Linked DNA regions of Mus musculus: regions 2 and 3 are each linked to region 1. Evidence: chromatin contacts called from public Hi-C data. All regions are on one chromosome and are shown on one strand. Each heading gives the region's core, a stretch centred on a gene start, on an enhancer-like site or on the middle of the called end of the contact. The rest is flanking DNA. Distances are from core to core; before and after follow the strand shown. Region 1 overlaps Auts2 (autism susceptibility candidate 2). Region 2 overlaps Gm40339 (a long non-coding RNA gene). Region 3 has its middle 140 kb from the start of Gm36667.

Region 1 (4,123 bases), core at 1,060-3,559:
GGGGTAGAGCTGCAACTGTAGGCTGTAATCTGTCTGATGTAGGTATTGGGAAGTAAGTGCGGGTTCTTCAGGGCAGAAATCTCTTTAATTACTGAATTACTTCTCTAATACAGATACATTTTATTTTGTAATGAACTGACCAGAAATGCCATAGGTAAACAAATTTACAAACAGATAAAAAAATTAAAGACCTCTGGGTACTGATGAAGTATAAATATAAGAGATACAGCACATCAGACAGGAAAAGCAGGCTGGCTACCCACAGTGTGCCGAAGTTGAAAGTACAGATGCAAGGTTTTAGACAGCGAGCTATGGTAGCTTCTTTCTATAAAGTTTAAGCTGTTGATTCCACTTAAGAAATATGCACTAAAGACTTCAGCACTGCATGAAAGGAGACATCCACGTCAAGATCTTTCCAAAAGGCTCTGAACAAGGACAGGACAACAATGTCTAACCTGTAGTCCTGTGGGCTGCTTCAACAATGGTGAATATACAGAACCAATTGCCCCACAATTCACATGGCATGAACTCAGATAGGGAAATGGATGTTTGAGCTACACACAATCAATGCATTCTCAATAAACAGTATCTGATCTCTAATATGAGCCTTGTCTGTATCAACATTGATACAGGCTAGCAAAAACAAATGATAATTTCATAACTTTAATGATGAAATAGAACTAAGGTTATTGAGAATAAAATTATTATCCTACAAACCTACATCTCAAGTCTGAACTCTGGGTTAAAATAACTATACTTGAATATATTCATCAATATCTACATTATATTGTGGTATTCTACTAAGTACATCAAGGTAGCACAGGGTGGCCTGGAATGTATTACACAACTAAAAACAGCCTTGAACTTCTAACCTCCGTATTCCAAGTGTTAGGAATACCACTTTACATCCCCATACACAGTGTACAATGTCTTAAAAGTCAAAGTTAGATTTCATGTATGTAAACTTGCCCTTACCAACTGACTCACACCTCAAGTGCAAGATACTCTAAACTCGTGTTCACCAGACTGATGGAGTCATGATGTAGCTACAAAGCCATGTGTGCTTCTTCAACAGGTACTTTCTTGTATCTCAGATGAAAACTACATACCCATTTTCCTTAACTTTGATTTATTTCTTCTTGCACCTTTTAAATTTACAAGTGTTGGCTAAATTCTATTGACAGACACCCACATATCTAAATCTTTTCCTATCCACTTTATTTTCTCTACTAAACCAGCCTCTTACTAAGAGCTTGATAGGAAAAAAATAATGCACCACTCACCCCCCCTCTCTCTCCCTCCCTCCCTACCTCTCTGTGTGTGTGCATGTGTGTGTGTTTGTGTGTGTGTGTCCATTCCTTCCCCAGACAACTGCCAGAATGATTTTTAAACACACATAGCACACAGAGAGAGGGGGAGGGAGAGGGGGAGGGGCAGGGGGAGGGAGAGGGGGGAGGGGAGGGGAGAGGGAGGGGGAGGGGAGGGGGGAGGGAGAGGGAGAGGAAGAGGGAGAGGGAGAGGGAGAGGGAGACCCATACTCACTCACTCTTACACAGACTTCAAGAAGCCCCCATCTGTTTTTCAATACCATAATGAAGCCTCTTTGCCAGCACCCTTCAGAAGCAAGCTCTCACCATAGTTCACCCCACTCATTTCCAGCCACTTGTCTTCTTTCATCCCAACCCGCTGCAACACAACAAAACTGTCATTCCTCCTAGGCAAAGATTAACATTCAGAGCAAACCCCCCAACATTCATCTGTGGAGAGTCTCTTTTTGTGGTGCTTCCAGAGTCCATGATACACAGCTATCAAAGTTCTGATTCTGTAGCAGGAGACCTTCCCGGAGATTCTCAGGATGTATTTAAGCAACAGCTGTTATTGAAAGATCAGGAAGTCAAGTTCAGGGACTGCATTTATTTGAACAAACAACTACACATTGCTTTCAGATACAGCCAAGATTCTGAAGGTAGCTCAGATCGTGATGGAGGGTAATAGACCACAGGTAAATACACAGGAACGTCCTTTCAGGACACTGGCAAGCACAGCTGGGTAGAAGCCAACTCCTGCAAAGTGGCTGCATTTGTCTTGCTAAGGGTCAGCCATGACAGCATCTGTCAAGACGAGCTTGAACAGAGGAACTCAGAACCCAGCCTAGCAGTAACAGGATACATCGGTATCTGGTTGGAGCACAAACAAGGTAGACTTTCTTCCTCTGGCACAGGGCAGGCACAGGGCCAAGCACACACAGTGCTCTCTGTTTTTGCAAGTCTAATGCGGTCTGCTGAGGGGAGGGGTGAGAGATCACCAGTTCATAATGACTCTCATTATGTCTGCTGCGTTCTGAGCCAAGATTAGACACTAGACAATCCTCTGTCCAGTGTCAAGGGCTTTCAACTGCCCTTTCAACAGGATAATTCCACTTCAAACTAATTTAGGTTTCTTATAACCCAGGCTACCAAAACTGATACACTTCACTGTCTCGGCCTGGAAAAAGAGGTTAATGTCTGCTCCAAGAGAAATACAGACTCGGGTTTGGAGTCTGTGTCGGCTCTACATGAGCGATAACAAACACAACACCCTAAAATCTCCCACCATCTGCTGAGCTGTCAGCCTCCCTGCAGGAACTCAATTTCTAAAGATTACAGTCCTTTTAGTATAGAGCCAGAGGAACACTCCAGAAGAACTTTAGAAAAGATATTAGCATTCCCACTAACATCAACAAGGCTGTGTGAGGTTCACTTCAGGACAGAAACAGTAATTCACCTTCGTCTTCTAGACACAGAAAAGCTTTGGTGACCAAACAGAAACCTGAAGCCTGGAGTGGGCTCATGCTCATGTCTCCAGCACCAATTCCAAAGGCTAACGCAGGACTGTGGAGAGTTAACAGCATTGTAGATGGGAGTGGCAGGCCAGCTAAGCATACACAACAAAACTTTAAAACAAAACAAAACAAAACATACTTAAAAACTTAAAACAAACAAACAATAACAACAACCCACTCAGTTTGGGGTTTTCAGTTTACGTGAATACATAAAGACAATAAAGGCAAGGTATTAATTCAGGTGATTCAAAAATCCAGGAAAAGAATTAAAAGAAAAAGAAAAACCAAGCCAAAGACACTCAGCTACTAAATGAAAAGGTCATGTTTGAAGGCTCCAAGGCTCACTTTATGTCTACAAATATGCTAAACCCACAAAAGTTTATATAAACACTGAAATTTTCCGTGTAATAAAGGTAATCTTCTATACCTACCAATGTACTCACTCCTCCCTCTAAAGCACACAGGCTTTGATGTGGTAATTTATTCTTCACATACCAGCTATCTGTGCCTACCCAAGCCATTACGTCAACAACTATGCATAATATTCTAGAGAAGTACTACTATATAAAATTTTGCATTTAAAGTACAAAAATTTTAAATAACCTTTAGACTGAACCAAAATGCATAAATAACCCAAAGGAACTTGGAAACCTATGTTCACTTGGTGAGTACACAGCCTGTTAACACTAACAGCACCCCTAGCGCCATGCTCAAATATTCCCACTCTGTCCAAAGTTCCTATGCTCATCCAAAAATAAGCACAAGTCAAACAAGGTGACCGCTGCTTTAAAAACTTACATTTTAGAATTTGGTATAATTTTCCTTTAATGGACACTGTAGATTCGGGGACTTACGGGGGAAATAAAACATCTCAAGAGAACACTGAAAAGCAATAATCTGAAGCCATTATCACAGCCTAGGAAGGCTCGACTTACATTTTCTAATTCTAATTCCCTCACTCTGAAGCACAAGAGACTGCAGTCTGTACAGCGGGCAACCCAAGCCCCTGCTACATGGTTGACGGAGAAGCCACTCGCAAGGCACACAAAGTGTTAAATCACACAGTCAAGCTGTAATCCTTGACCAGTGACCCAGGAGGCTTCAGCCTGGGACCTTTCAGGTGTCACTGCTCAGTGTCTTCATACAACTACACTGCAACACTGCTCCTGAAACTTCCTCCTTAGCAAATGTCACCTTTTACCTCTTCAGCCTCTCTTCAGCCCATCCTCACCATTTTTCCTCTACCTGAATCCTCCCTAGATACAACTTTAGTCTCCAATAAGCCTTGCCAAAACAAAAGTA
Region 2 (4,123 bases), core at 858-3,357, 1.8 Mb after region 1:
CTATTCTCCATGTCCCAAGTAACAACAGCTAGAGGAAGACTGCCCCTCTCATATGTACTTCCATGTGTGCAGCAAGTATTCTGTGCTTGCCATATCACGTGGTCTAGCTCTTTTCCTTCCTCCATCCCTGGCTAATTTCGTCCTCCAGGCTATCCCCGGGATCCCTATTCCTCCCACATCCTGCAGTCTCTCTTGCAGTGAGCCCCCCATAAGACCCTCCTTTCCCTCCTCATTATCTCTACATGCAGAGGACATTGATTGAATACCTGCTAGATACTAGTACCATGCTGGGTGCAGCCACAGGTCGGGATCAATAACACACAGCCTCCTCCACTCCAAGGGCTGACAGGTGGGTTGTAGACACGGCACCCGGGGAGCTATTTACAAGAGAAGCTCACGGTACCAAATAAATCTCCTTCTGCCAAGGTTTTCATCTGAAAGATAAAGTCAGTTGAAGATGTTTAGCTTGGAAGGGAAGAGGCGAAGAGCAGAAGGCTATGCAGACCCCAGGCTAATCTTCCTTCCTGCCCAAGCACCAGATACACACAGGGCTTAGGATTTAGAGGCTCACAAAACAACTAACACATCATCCCATTGATGCTTGCCCTACGAAGACAATGTGCACGTTTACAAGTGCCTTCTGGGTACTGGACAACTAGAGCGTTTGGGGAGTAGGAACTTGGTGCCCTACCCCAAGTCTTTGAAATGGGTTTGAAAATTATCATTGAACCTACCTTTCCCAAGAGGAGTTTGAAGGGGGCATCTTTTTTTTGATTTACTTATTTTTATTTCATGTGCATTCATGTCTTACCTGCACGTATGTCTAGAAGAGGGCTTCAGATCCCCTGGAACTGGAGTCACAGACAGTTGTCAGCTGCCATTTGGATGCTGAGAATTAAATCCGAGTCTTCTGGAAGAACAGCCAGTGTTCCTAATCTCTGAGCCATCTCTCTAGCCCCTGTTTATTTAACCTTTATTTTTATTTTATGTGTGCTGGTGTTTTGCCTGCATGTATGGCTGTGCACCACGTGTCCCCAGGACTTGACTTTTAGAAAGAAGGAGAGAGAGAGAGAGAGAGAGAGAGAGAGAGAGCAGGGAAGACATCTCAGTGGGTAAAACGTTGGCCACGCAGGCATGAGAACCAGAGTACAGGCCTCCAAGTACCCACAGAAAAGCTGTGTGGGAGTGGAGGCTGCGTATAACCCTAGCACTCGGGAGGCAGAAAAGGGGATTCTCAGAGTCAGTGATACTGATGCAATCAGCAAGCTCTGGGTTCTTAGTAACAAAGGAAGAAACCCTCAGGTCTCCAAGTGCACACGCGAACCGGTGCAACACACGCACACACACACAGACAGCTCCATAGCAAGTTCAAGGTCAGCCTGGACTCCAAGAGATCATATCTAAAAAAAAAAAAAAAAATTTAATTTAAAATAAATAAATAAATACGAAAGAAAGAAAGAAAGAAAGAAAGAAAGAAAGAAAGAAAGAAAGAAAGAGGAGAGAGAGAGAGAGAGAGAGAGAGAGAGAGAGAGAGAGAGAGGAGAAAGGAAGGAAGGAAGAAATTGACACCGAAGAATGATGGTCTCCTCGTCCCCCTCTATAGTCTGACTTGTTGGGCTACAAAGGACAGAGAAACCGCAGGTTCTCAAGGTTCACGTTCCTCGCCGAGCCTGAAATACAAGTCCCAGAACCCTCTGCAGCCTTGAAATCAGTGTGTTCCACCAGCTACTGTGAGGGGAGCCTGGATCATAAGCCAGGACTGTGCTAACGTGGAAGATCCCCCAAATCGTGCCCTAAAACAAGAGGTGCCAACCGAACTGATGGGCTAATAGATCCCCTGCTCATGGGCTACAGGCTGAGCCATAACGGGATACTGCTGCCCAAGTAAGCAGGCAACGGAGCCTTCACCTCACCTCACCTCACCTCACCTCACCTCACCTCACCTCACCTCACCTCACCTCTCCCCTCCCCTACACTGTCCCCTTCCCCCTTTCCTTTCCTTCCCTTCCTCTTTCCTCCCCCTCCCAGTCTACCAGAACATTGGCAACTGTGAGGTCCAGGATATTTCCAAGCTGTTCAGCAACTCTGCAGACTTTGTTATGGATTCGGAGCGCCCCCTAGTGGCCATCTCCGCTATCTTTCCCACTAATGAGTAGCCCAGCCTTAAAGGCTAGGCCTGTGGCTTCTCATGTGCCAGGTATCTTCCCAAGGACCTTGAGGAGTGCTATTAGGCCAAGATCTCAGCCCCCGATGAGCACCTGCGGTTATCAGCTGCAGACATTATAACAAAACACTTGCGATCATTACCATTACTGGAGATATTAGGGTCAGAGCCTGGGCCCCTGGACCCACCTTTGCTCAGTAAGTCAATTAGGGTTTTGAGAGGATGTTGCATGTAAAAGAGCGTTCAGCCCAGCCTGATGATCTGCGGCCAATCACCATGACACACACGTTGAAAGCAGAGAACTGACTGCTTCATGGTATCCTCTGACCTCCACACGTGTGCACACACACACATATGTAAATGGGTCAAATGTTTTACCTAAGACACTGGGACAAGGAACGGTGACGGAAGTCCAGTGATACCCCACCTTCCGAGTCCACCTTCAGGGTCCTTATGTGAAGCGTAATTTAAATAGCTGAGAGGCGCGGGGATGGGGGTGGGAAAATGCCTCTACCTGAAGAGCACTTGCTGCTCTTCCGGAGGACAAGAGTTCTTTTCCCCTCAGCCATGTCAGGTGGTTCACAACTCCCTATGATGCCAGCACCAGGGGATCTGACATTCTCTTCCAGCTTCAGGAGGCCACCTGTACTCTCGTGCGCCGGCCGCCCTCTCTCTCTCTCTCTCTCTCTCTCTCTCTCTCTCTCTCTCTCTCTCTCTCACACACACACACACACAGAGAGAGAGAGAGAGAGAGAGAGAGAGAGAGAGAGAGAGAGAGATGCGCGCGCGCACACACACACACACACACACACACACACACACACACGCATGCGCACACATACACAAACAATTAAAAGTGAAATTGAACCTTTCTCGGAGGAGCTAGGTTCGGACCCACCCGCCACTGCCCCAGCTTTGCCTCAGCTCCAGTCTGCCCAGTGAAGTGGTTGAGAAGTCACCAGAACAGTGAGAAATCTCTCTCGAAACAAGCTCCACTTTGCCAGGCACCAGGCTTCCAGCCTTTTCCTTCTCCCAGTGAGAGACTCCTGAAGAAATTCCTGTTTCTTGGGGTCTATTGTTTCCAGTGGCCTGATAGATGGAAGAGAGGCTCTCTTTCTAATGCCCTCATTTCTGCCACGTTAGCAAGGTTGTTTCTAAATGGAAAGTTTATCTGGGTTCCCAACTGCAGCCGTTCTGGTCCATACCTGGACAGAACTTTTGAGGCCACCTATAGGAGTGTCCGAGAGCAAAGTAAAGCTATTCACCTCGTGGCCAAGAGGCAAAAATGAGAGGGAAGTTCAGCTGTCCCCTTTAAAAGCACATCCCAATGATATAAAGATTCACTACTGGGGGGCTGGTGAGATGGCTCAGTGGGTAAGAGCACCCGACTGCTCTTCCGAAGGTCCGAAGTTCAAATCCCAGCAACCACATGGTGGCTCACAACCACGCGTAATGAGATCTGACTCCCTCTTCTGGTGTGTCTGAAGACAGCTACAGTGTACTTACATATAATAAATAAATAAGTTAAAAAAAAAAGATTCACTACTGGGCCTCATCTCTAAAGGTCCCCCCACCTCCCAACAGCAGCCCCTTCAGAACAAAAATCACCAACACTGTGTCTTTGTGTGTATTTAAGATCCAAACCTTAGCAGCCATAGGAGACACACGCTCACAGGCACAAACATACTCATACACACACACACACAAATACACACAGAGAGACAGATAGGCAGACACATGCTCTCACATATCGCACACATACATACATATAAACCCATGCATTCACACAGAGACATACATGTACACAGACATACATACACAGACATACACACACACACACACACAATGCCAAAGATGTCCCTGCACAGGAAAGACACTAAGATCTCCAAACCTCTGCCCTGGCCCCAGAAGGCCACATACTCCTTTTCCAGTTTTTTATTAATAATTCCAGGGCAACCT
Region 3 (4,123 bases), core at 1,162-3,661, 1.2 Mb after region 1:
TCTCTGATCTCCCAAACTTTCCCTGTCTCCCACCTGCTGCTATCTTCATGGAGTACCTCACACTTCATCTCAGAGGTCATGGAAGATCTCCAGCTACTGCTGCCCTCCTGCTGGGCTCCACCCCACTGCCTGCCCACAGCCACTCCTGCCTCTTCATCTGCTCTAGTGTCTGGGATTAGCCACTGTACCCTTTCCCTCCTCTCCCCATTTCTGACAATGGATGTTTCATTGGGGCTGACACAAGGGATGCCTGGGTAATGTTACCCCTCCTTGGTGCTTGCAGCTTCTCCTTGTCATTTGTGAACACTGGGTCAGGGGAGGGTCCCCTCAGTGGCCACTGTGCTTATTGCCTTTGTTGGGTGGCTCTATTTGCACAGCTTCTTTCTGTAAGGGGTTTGGAGGTGTATGTGTGTGATGCATGGCCATGTGTATGTGCACAGATGGATACACCCTAGATGAAGATACCAGATGTCCTCCTGCTCTGTCGCTATCCACCTCAGTCTCTTGAGACAGTATCTCTCACTAAAACCTTGAACTAGCCTGGCAGCCAGCAAGCCAGGCTAATTCTAACTCCCACCTTAACTCCCAAGATACTAGGATTGAAGGTGTGTGTGTGTGTGTGTGTGTGTGTGTGTGTGTGTGTGTGTGTGTGTGTGTTCACATCCAGCTTTTTATGTGGGTGCTGGACATTTGAACTCAGGTCTTTGTGCTTTTACACTAAGCAATCTTACTCACTGAGCCACCTCTCCAGCTCTCACATGGTTTCTTAAAGTACTAGAAAATTTTTCAGTATCTTACAGACATTTATTTTAGGAATCTGGACAGATCACTCTAGGAAAAGGTTCCCGAATGAACAATATGACAGCCACCAGGATATGGCTCTGCTTTGCTGAAAACCAACCCTCTCTCAAGTCTAAGTGTCATATCTGATATCTTTGTGTGACGATTTACATGAGAAATGTCCCTCATAGGTTCATGTATTTGAATACCCAATCCCCAGGTGGGTTTTTGAGAAAGTTATAAAACCCTTTGGAGATTGAGCCTTGTTGGAAGAAGTACTTCAGTGGAGGTAGGGTTTCAAAGTTTGTACTCTCTCTCTCTCTCTCTCTCTCTCTCTCTCTCTCTCTCTCTCTCTCTCTCTGTGTGTGTGTGTGTGTGTGTGTGTGTGTGTGTGTGTGTGTAAAACTATGATCAGCTAGCTTCCAGCTCCTGTTGCCATGCTCTCCCTATTTGTGTCTATGCTTTCTTCACCATGGTGACCCCCCTACCCTGGAACCATAAGCCAAATAAACCCTCTCTTCTTTGACTTGATTTTGTCACAGTATTTTTATCACAGCAACTAAAAAGTTACTAATAGTGGGGGGCAGGGTATGTGGATGGATCTCCATGTGTTTATATGTGCTGATCTATGTATATGAGAAGGCCAGAGGACAACCAATTCCTCATGAGTCATCTACCTTTTCTGAGACAGAGTCTCTCATTGTACATGGCACTTGCCTAGTAGGCAAAGGTGGCTGGCCAGTGAGCTTCCAAGGTTTGATTTTTCTCTACCTTTCTAAGATTGGAATGGTAAGCAAATGGCACGTGCCTTTTTTTAATACATAGTTTCTAGGAATCAAATCCAGGCTTTCACGTGTATACAGTAAGCACCATAGTATTTGACCCATATCCCCAGCTCACTTCTAATATCTGTGTGACATGATCCTCCACCCAGGAAGTACCTTGCTCTGTATTCAGTTTCATAATCATAGTTATAAAACTTCTTTACACTCCTACCCACAAAGGTTAAGGAAAATAGTGTTTTTCATAAGTGGCTGGTATATCAGATCTCACAGTGAGAATAACCAATACTAAATCTATATGCTTACCTATTCATCTATCCATCCATCTTTCCAACTATGCATGTGTGTATACATACATGCCCACCACATGCACAGACACAACACACACATATACAAATGGAGAAACACATATCTATGAACCTGTGTGACACTGAGCAGTTGAGCAACTAGCCGGCACAAGGCTGTCTTAGGGAATAAGCTTAGTTCTCAGCTTACCAGCCTTGAGGGGAGGGAAAGAACAAAGCCACAATTGAAGCCCTGTCTGTATTCTGAGGATAATCACAGAACTTACAGCTCTAATCAGACAAGCCAGGCACTGTTGGGTCTTTCATCTCAAATAAAAGTCTTTGACACAGGGAGAGTGTTATCATGTGTAGCTCCTCGGAAGTAAATTCTGGCATTTGTGGGTAAATAGAATGGATCACAATGAGCGTCCCTCAGAGAAGGATGCCCCCAAAGTGCAGACAATACCGATTAGATGCTAGAACTGGGTCACTTGTCGGTGCCAGCTGCCTCAGCAGCCTGAACAAGTGAAGAGTGGGCATTTCCATTTACTTTCCCTGCACGAATCCAGATTTGGCTGGCCCTGGGCATGCATGCAGATGGAGACAGAGCTGTGGGATGGGCCTCAACACAGCAGTGTGCTTGCAAGAGCTGGGGACTTTTTTATACCCCGCCATCCCATCATCCACTCTGGCTACACAAAATGAGTATGAATTATGGGGACCTGCTGAGTCTTTGATTTCCCTCAGCTGCCACCCCAGTAGCCATGATCCTGGAAATTAACTGTGTGTTTCATCGGCTAGCAGAGGGAATAAGAGTTAAAGTCAGCCTGTCACGCTGCTGTCAACCTTCTATTCATATTGGCTTCCCGTCCCACCCCAATTCCAGGAACGCTTAAAGAGCATCCAGGCACCTGTTTCTAGAGACTGGCAGGGCCCTAAAGTTTAATTAATTAGAGAAGTCACCTTTTTGATGAGACAGGATTTAGGTAGATGAAAACAGTTAGCAAAAATTTATCCAGTCCATGCATATTAGTCAACTTTCATCCCTTTGACAAAAATCCCTGAGGTAAATAACTTAAAGAAGAAAGATTTACATTGATTCAGGATTTCACGGTTTACCCAGTTCCATTGCTGTGGGCTTGTGATGAGATGAAAAAATATATAGGCGCTGTGGAGGAAGCTACTTACCTTATTGATCCGGGGGGGGGGGGAGGTATACGTGTATGCATATGTGCAAATCTATGTGTATATGATGTATATGTATATGCAAATGCACATGTAATGTAGATGTAGATGATGTAGATGTATATTATATGATTATTATACGATGTATATGTATGTGTATATATATGTATATATGTGTGTGCATGTATGCAGATGGAGACATATATATGTGTATATATACACAGAGACATATGTGTATGTATGTGTATCCATGCAGAATGAGACATGTGTCATGTGTTGTGTGTGTGTGTGTATGTGTGTATGAAGAGAGGGAGAGAAAGAGAGAGAGAGAGAGAGAGAGAGAAGGAGGAAGAGGAGGAGGAGGAGGAGGAGGAGGAGGAGGAGAGACAGGGAAACTGAGAGACTTAATTTCTCTGACAAGGTCATCAGGTCTCATGTTCTTGTAGCTCATTCAGCTATGACTTCATCAGTGGCTGGAGCTAATGTTCTCATAATCCAATCACTTCTCAATAATGCCATCATCTAGGGAGCAAGACTTTAACAAAGCAGACTTTGGAGTAGACATTTGTGGAAGCCATTGCTTCTTTTCCCTTCTAACTTCCTCTTTCTTACTGCCCTCTATTTTTTTCTATTTTGATAGGGAAAGGGGGCAAAGGCTAGAAAAATGGCTCAATGGGTAAGCTGCTTGGTAGGCAAACATGAGAAACTGAGTACAGATTTGCCAGGACCCACATAAAAACAAAAAACAAAAACAAAAACAAACAAACAAAAAAAGAAAACAGGCATGGTGCCATGTGCTTGTAATCACAGAGTTAGGGAGGAAAAGAAAGAAGGAGCTATGGGGCCCACTGGAGAGCCAGCCTATACAGGCAAAGCAGTGAGCTTGGGAGCTCAAGGTTCAGTGAGTGTTGCTGACCCAAAAATCGCGTGGAAGTAGGATTAATGAAGACATGTGAAGTGACATTGACTTAAGACTTCCATAAGTATACATGAGCGCGCGCGCACACACATATACACACACCATGAAGAAAAAGGAAACACCACCATCTTAGTCAGCAATCTATTACTATAACAAATACCACAAATTATTAA

The links. Hi-C and Micro-C count contacts between places; a contact is called where the count stands out from the background.
Region 2: a Hi-C map of cerebellum shows a contact between it and region 1, with 6 times the contacts expected there. The contact joins two enhancer-like sites. A contact is called at or near these places in 23 of 484 Hi-C or Micro-C datasets (the N1E-115 cell line, brain, cardiomyocytes and 14 more), 2 of 115 datasets of contacts at active chromatin or transcription factors (astrocytes and embryonic forebrain) and 2 of 9 other capture datasets (embryonic tail and embryonic trunk).
Region 3: a Hi-C map of cerebellum shows a contact between it and region 1, with 2.8 times the contacts expected there. The contact joins two enhancer-like sites. A contact is called at or near these places in 2 of 484 Hi-C or Micro-C datasets (cerebellar granule neurons and cerebellum), 1 of 115 datasets of contacts at active chromatin or transcription factors (astrocytes) and 2 of 9 other capture datasets (embryonic tail and embryonic trunk).

What each region holds. Positions count from the first base shown.
Region 1 is chr5:132,227,597-132,231,719 of GRCm38.p6, forward strand. The region is part of intron 2 of Auts2 (autism susceptibility candidate 2); the gene reads right to left. Among named protein-coding and RNA genes, the nearest start is that of Auts2, 310 kb to the right of the region's middle. RefSeq lists an enhancer at 1,556-2,764. Within about 2 kb of position 2,310, at least 76 of the 459 cell types and tissues checked have an H3K27ac peak or open chromatin away from gene starts, as enhancers often do. A contact at or near this core is called in cerebellum, where this site is marked.
Region 2 is chr5:134,061,759-134,065,881 of GRCm38.p6, forward strand. It overlaps Gm40339 (a long non-coding RNA gene), which reads right to left. Exons shown (of 6, transcript XR_868578.3): 3 at 812-1,400; 4 at 267-434. Among named protein-coding and RNA genes, the nearest start is that of Gm40340, 13 kb to the left of the region's middle. Within about 2 kb of position 2,108, at least 4 of the 459 cell types and tissues checked have an H3K27ac peak or open chromatin away from gene starts, as enhancers often do. A contact at or near this core is called in cerebellum, where this site is marked.
Region 3 is chr5:133,451,475-133,455,597 of GRCm38.p6, forward strand. No RefSeq gene overlaps it. Among named protein-coding and RNA genes, the nearest start is that of Gm36667, 140 kb to the right of the region's middle. Within about 2 kb of position 2,412, at least 46 of the 459 cell types and tissues checked have an H3K27ac peak or open chromatin away from gene starts, as enhancers often do. A contact at or near this core is called in cerebellum, where this site is marked.